Linked DNA regions of Sus scrofa: region 1 is linked to region 2. Evidence: chromatin contacts called from public Hi-C data. All regions are on one chromosome and are shown on one strand. The core of a region is the stretch at or near the end of the contact, and the rest is flanking DNA. Distances in the headings are between cores, read along the strand shown.

What was found. A called contact is a pair of places that touch in the nucleus more often than the background predicts.
Region 1: a Hi-C map of epiblast stem cells shows a contact between it and region 2, with 2.9 times the contacts expected there. The contact joins the enhancer-like site here to the promoter of SP8 in region 2. A contact is called at or near these places in 6 of 47 Hi-C or Micro-C datasets (brain, embryonic fibroblasts, epiblast stem cells and 3 more).

The regions. Positions count from the first base shown.
Region 1 is chr9:90,644,892-90,647,909 of Sscrofa11.1, reverse strand. It overlaps DNAH11 (dynein heavy chain 11, axonemal), which reads right to left. Exons shown (of 81, transcript XM_021063431.1): 56 at 1-33. Among named protein-coding and RNA genes, the nearest start is that of CDCA7L, 160 kb to the left of the region's middle. Within about 2 kb of position 1,674, at least 4 of the 83 cell types and tissues checked have an H3K27ac peak or open chromatin away from gene starts, as enhancers often do. A contact at or near this core is called in epiblast stem cells, where this site is marked.
Region 2 is chr9:89,765,855-89,768,976 of Sscrofa11.1, reverse strand. It overlaps SP8 (transcription factor Sp8), which reads left to right and starts at 1,549. Exons shown (of 3, transcript XM_003357469.3): 1 at 1,549-1,744; 2 at 2,718-3,122. The coding sequence starts at 1,724.

The sequences.
Region 1 (3,018 bases), core at 425-2,924, 880 kb before region 2:
CATGAAAAGGCTAATAGAATCTTTGTCCAGGGGCTGAAAACACACACATATCAAGTCATATGAAATTCTCTCAAGTTAAAACAAACGCACAATTAAAAAAAAAAAAAAAAAGGAACATCAGCAAAGCTATACAGTTGTTTATTTTTCTAAAAGCCAGAACCAATTCCAGTCGATCTGGGAAAACTTACTCAGTCTTGAAGAGCTACCCACAGGATTAGACAGGTGACAAGAAGGCATTCAGCTTAGTAACCACTTCTTGCCGAGTAGGGCAAAGGATTTGTATGTGCTCCACATACCAAACCCAAAAGTCAACATGCAACATAAGCTTGGCTTTTCACAACTTGCTTTTTATCAAATATGTGAAAGAGAAAATGGAGAGGTTGAGACAAGAAATGTTTTTGGTGTCCCTTTCAAGTTAAACTTTAGCTAAAGGAAACCAACAAGCCTGTGGCCACTGGGGAAAAAAAAAAAGTTGAAACAGAGGAATCACATAGTTTCCTAAGAACCCATGGAGATACAAACTGGATGATAAGGTGTAAAAGTCACTGCTCCTGGGAGAAAATATGATTATTCCTATTCTCATTTAGAGAAACAAACAAAAAATGAGCCCCTCTCCTTTGAAGCTATACTGGAGAACCGTCCCCCACTCCAACTAGACAGTCTTTCCACTTTGTCCTCTATGACTTCTGAAGTAGTTAACTTTTTAATTTGTGGAGTCACATCTCCCTCATTTTAATGATTATTTATTGCATTCTGTACAAGATGAACCAGGTTCAATTAATCAAGGGAAGCCTAAAAATCAATTAATATGAATTAAATGAGCTACACCAACTCTTAGGAAAGTCACACATAATTTACCAAAGTGTTGTCAATAACGCTCAGACATCTTTGGGAAAATTGCGCACAAGTGGCCGGTGATGCAGTTAAACGTTTCAAACCAGCACCATTAATATCACAACCGGGGGTGGGGGGGTGGGGGCGAGGACAGGCAGGCAGGCAGGCAGGCAGGCCAGTTCTTGCTGCAGAAGGACAACGGCTCCTAAGCAACGTCTGAACACTCCGCTTTCCAACCTCATGAAAAATGCCTGAGTGGGTTTAAAATCTGTACATGCTGGATTGTTCTGCCGATCAAACATCCATCTTGCTGGTAACTAAAATGTTTTTAAAGCAATAGTTAAATAGAGAATGATACAAATCCTGAATATCCTTTGTTTCTACTAGCTCTGAGACATATATAGATTTTCAAATAGTGCATTCAGAATATAAATTTATAAGGAAGGAACACCATCTAAATCGTACCTCCTTGGGGATTTTATTTTTAAAAGAACTTGGATGCAATATAAATATGGGCAGAAATACACTCCTGTCCTGTCTTGTTTTAACGTGACTAAAAGCCAGCACATATCTTTCTAAAATATAAACACATCCCCAGCCAAGTGCAACCTTCTTACAGGAAAGGGGGGAAAAAAAAAAAAAAAAAAAAGTAAACCCTGGCTTCTGCCCAACCATGATCCTTAGGATGAGGCTCCTCTGCTGCCCTGAAAAGCTTTCTTTAACAACAGTTTCATTTGTAAATCTGTGATGGAAGAAGTGGTTTCCGGTAGAGCTGGAAGTGGCCCGAGACAACTTGTCTCAATGGGGCAAAATAACTATTGTTATCGGGCTTAACAAAATGGCACAGCATGGGAGACTTGCAGAGCCAGGGAGCAGCTGGTTGTAATTCACACTGTTTTTCAGAAAACTCTAATCGTTCCAGAACAGACCTCTTTGATGACTGGTCTTCCCTGCATTCTCAATTTGTCACTTTCTCTTATGATAAGGTCAGTAGTGACAGCACTTCCTGACATTAACAGCTGTGGCTTTTAAAAGGGTCATTGTAGAACTACTAATTGCAGTAATTTCATTAGCATAAATTATTTATTCTGCCATTCATTTATCTCCAGTTTTCTTTTGAGGGATGGGGGGAGCCGGCAGGAGCCGGCTGCTGGTGCTGGAGAGGCTGCACTGATGGCGAGGCGATGCTGGATTTTTCACTTTTAGAGCCGGGAGTGAAAAACACCATTCCTGCTACACTTGGCCCCTTGATGCAAACCAGTCGATCCCATTTGTAGTCATTTCGCAGCCAATCACGGTGAAAGCAAAAATAAAAATAAGCCAAGTGCCAGCATCCGCTGGTTATAAATCCAAGGTTTCCCTACTAAGATGCTTTGGAAAACAATGCTGTATCTGAGGCATAAGCAAATGCAAGGGAGAAATGGCTTTTCCTCACATTAAGAAAACGTGTTTAATGTCTGCTGTCCTGGTTGGCTCACTGTAAACACAGAAACACAAACAAATCTCCCCTACTTGGTGTGATGGTTCCTGGGCGGTGGCCGTTGCTAACACACCAAGTCCCCCAGCCACCTGAACCTTATAGCAAATTCCAGCATGTTCCTATTGTCCAAAATGACAGCAAAATTTGATTGGAAACCAATAGTTGGAGCCAGAACCAAATCAACCATTTTAAGTGTGATATAGGATTTTACATCTTCCCAAGCCCAGCACAGACGGCTGTTATGTCTGCACTTTTAAAGTCAATATTTCAGGAGTATTGTACGCAAGGCAGGGAATTAGGAGGGGGCCAAGGGGCCAGTGGAAAAAAAAGAAACTAGATCTTCTTTCAAATTTAACTTCGCTCATTTTGTAACATGTCATACTCCTAGTGTCCATCTTGAAAGTTTTTCTCAGAAATTCATTCCACATTAATTTTTAGAGCTTTACTGAAGTCTATATATAAAAACTGTACATATTTAATACCTACAGTAATTTTCAATAATGTCAGATCTATTGTTTGTACTTTTTAACTCCTTTTGGGACTGGTCAAAGTAGGGAATCTGTTAGAGACTGTGGTTGTAAGGGCTGGTTTATTGAGTAGTGAAAATTTAATAACATACAAAATGGCAGTATTACATTTGAGCTCTTCTCCTAAGCTCCTGCTGGTCTGACAGACTCCCAGGAAAAGACTGTGGAGGCGGCCAG
Region 2 (3,122 bases), core at 300-2,799:
TAAAAATTAGATTTCTGGGAGCATTCATAATTGTTTAAAATATGAATTACTTTTTAAAATATATGAATATTCAATAGGGCTCCAAGGGCTATAGACTTTCTGTTACACTGCTGTGGTGCTTTCTGTAGTTCAAGATGTTCCCTTGAGGTGGCAGTCAAATTATAATCGCATTTTTGAGGCAACTAATAACACAAATGGCAAGCAAGTTCTAAAACCCACTGAGATTGAACTGAGTGTCTACTGACATGCATAGGCACTAATGGATATCTGACCCAAACTCCCTTAGACACAGGACACCTCTACACATGTGGTCCAAAATATGTCAAAAGCTTGTCCCTATTCTCAGATAAATAAAACTCAGATTTCATTCAAAATCCTGATTTTTTCTTTCTCAGAAAAAGGCAGTGGGATTTCCTGTGAAAACTTCTAAATTCCGTAAAACTCTCCTCAATTTCTCAACCCAAGAAAAAGCAATACTCACCCCCTTCTCTATCTGTCTTTTGTATTGAAATTTACTAAATCGCCACGGGACAAACACACCCCTCCCCCAGAGAGAGACTTCCAAAACCCAATCCCACCTCCGAGGGAATAAAAAAGCAACCGCGTTAAAGTAACAACTAGTTGACGCAGGCGCACACACGCCCTAACGCCGCGCTAAAACTACTCCTTGCCAAATTTCTACCCTTCGATCCTAGAGCCAGGAAAGGAGACGAAGGTATTAATAGGATTTTCTTTCAAAATGTAGTGACAGTGTTTAAGAAATGAATTTTTAAAAAAAACCACTCAAGATTTGAGCTACAAGAAATCCAAGGAAGTTGGCGACAGTGATAGCGTTTGTGAATATTTACTCAGCCTCACTCAACTTCGCAGTTTCACTCTTCACATCGCCATGTCTTTTATGTACGCACACTTTACCACACAGTGCCTCTTCTCCACCCCGGGCTGGCTGCACACACACCCATACAAGCACACACGGCCCCCTCTTCTCTCTCACACAAACACACACAGCCTTCTTCTCTCCCACGTCACGCGCACACACACTCATCCACCCTCCCTCCTCTTTCACACATACAAATTCACACTCACACTCCTTCCTTTCCCCCAACACCAAACACACTCAAGACACCACCACCCCCCTTTACACACCGTCCCTTTTCCTAGGTTTGTCACTCAGCTACACTACGCTCACACCCTTCCCCTCAACACTTTACTGATCTGTCCCTCTACCCCCTTTTGTCACACAGGCAGTTAAATTGTCACTCACAAACCCCTCTCCGTCTCCGCACTGTCCCTCCCCTCCCACACCCCACAGTCACAGTTACACTGCCAAACTCTCCTCCCCAAGGTCCTCCCCCACCACTCAGTCTGCATAGTCTTCTCAGCTTGGTTACACACTTACACATTTACACTGTTACACACACACACACACACCCGCTTTGTAACACAAACGCGGTCGCCCGCGCCCCACCCTCTACAGCTCCCCCCGCCCCCTGCGGCGGCCGGCGGCGGCGCCGATGACCTCACGGCGCGCGCGCGGCGCGGCCCGGCGAGGCCGCAGATTGGCTGGCCGCGCCTCCGCGGCACTTCAAAGCCGGAGAGGGAGCTACAATTGTGGTGGAATGGGCGGAACTGATCATTGTATTGCACACCTCTAAAAAAAACACTGCCTCTGATTTATCAATATAAAAAAGATCCTCTGAGAGGAGGAGGGCACTTTTGTGTGATGGCAACTTCACTTCTAGGGGTGAGTCTCAGGATTTTCTCTTGCTGGTTTAATTAGTTTCCTTTTATTGCCTATCGGAGGGGGTTAAAGTCGCCCCGGCCAGGCCACGGGCTATCAGTCTCTATTGAGAGCTTCCCCCCCACCTTTAAATACAAGTGAGTTTGGAGAAAAGGAAGAGGGGGAGAGGGGGGTAGAGTCACTTTTTTCGGCGCAGGGAAAGGTTCGAAGGGCATTTAGACAAGCCACCTCGCAGCGCCCGGCCGCTCCCCGCCCGGGAGACTTGCGCCCAGCCCATTTTACGTGCGACGATTTCGGGGGTAAAGAAAGCAAGTTTTTCCTCCTGGGCAAACTGCAGATTTCCCTCTCCCCCTTAAAAAATTCCGCAGCCCGCCTTGTCTTGCAGGTACGTTGAACCCGTCTCTCTCTTAACTATTCTAGACTCTTTTTTTTTTTTTTTTGGTTAAGAAAATCAGGAAGAGCGAGCCCTGTAGTCTTCTGTCTTTTGGCCTGGGAGAGACAACCCAGGATGGGTTTCTGGGGACCGGAACAGGATTTTCAAAGCTCTCTGTGGATTACAGGGGTAGCGCTCGTAAAAGCAATCTAGTGGTATTTCCCCAGGATTCTCCGCAAAGGAATCTTGTTTCCTCCCCAATCTGGACTTTTTGCTTGCTTGCTTGTTTCGAAGTGCCTGGGGTCTTGTGTCCTCGAGAGTGTTGTTTTAGGTGAGAATACTTGTCAAACTCTTCCTTAGCATGGCGCTTTGCTCCCGAATCAGACGCCAGCAACCAAACTTGTCCCCTTCCGTAGAGTAGGAAGCAGCCGGGCGCCGGGGCTGTTGGGGGAGCCAGGTGAGTTGGTGGCGGCGCGCCGCAGCGAGAAATGGGGTGCAGTGGGGCGTCTTGGAGGTTACCAGAGGCCTGATGCACATTTCCTCCCTCCCTCCCCTACCGGCCCTTTGCCCACCTCCCCTCCCCCATCCCTTCTCTTCTCTCAGGAAGAACCGAGGTTGGGATCGACTCCTCTGGCCATGCTTGCTGCTACCTGTAATAAGATCGGCAGCCCCAGCCCGTCTCCCTCCTCCCTCTCGGACAGCTCATCTTCCTTCGGCAAAGGCTTCCACCCCTGGAAACGTTCCTCGTCCTCTTCCTCTGGCAGCTGCAACGTGGTGGGCTCCAGTCTTTCAAGCTTCGGTGTGTCAGGAGCCTCCAGGAACGGCGGCTCGTCTTCGGCCGCGGCGGCGGCGGCGGCGGCAGCGGCGGCGGCCGCGGCCCTGGTGTCCGACTCCTTCAGCTGCGGCGGCTCGCCCGGCTCTAGCGCCTTCTCCCTAACCTCCAGCAGCGCTGCCGCCGCCGCTGCGGCCGCCGCCGCCGCTGCCTCGAGCTCGCCCTTCGCAAACGAC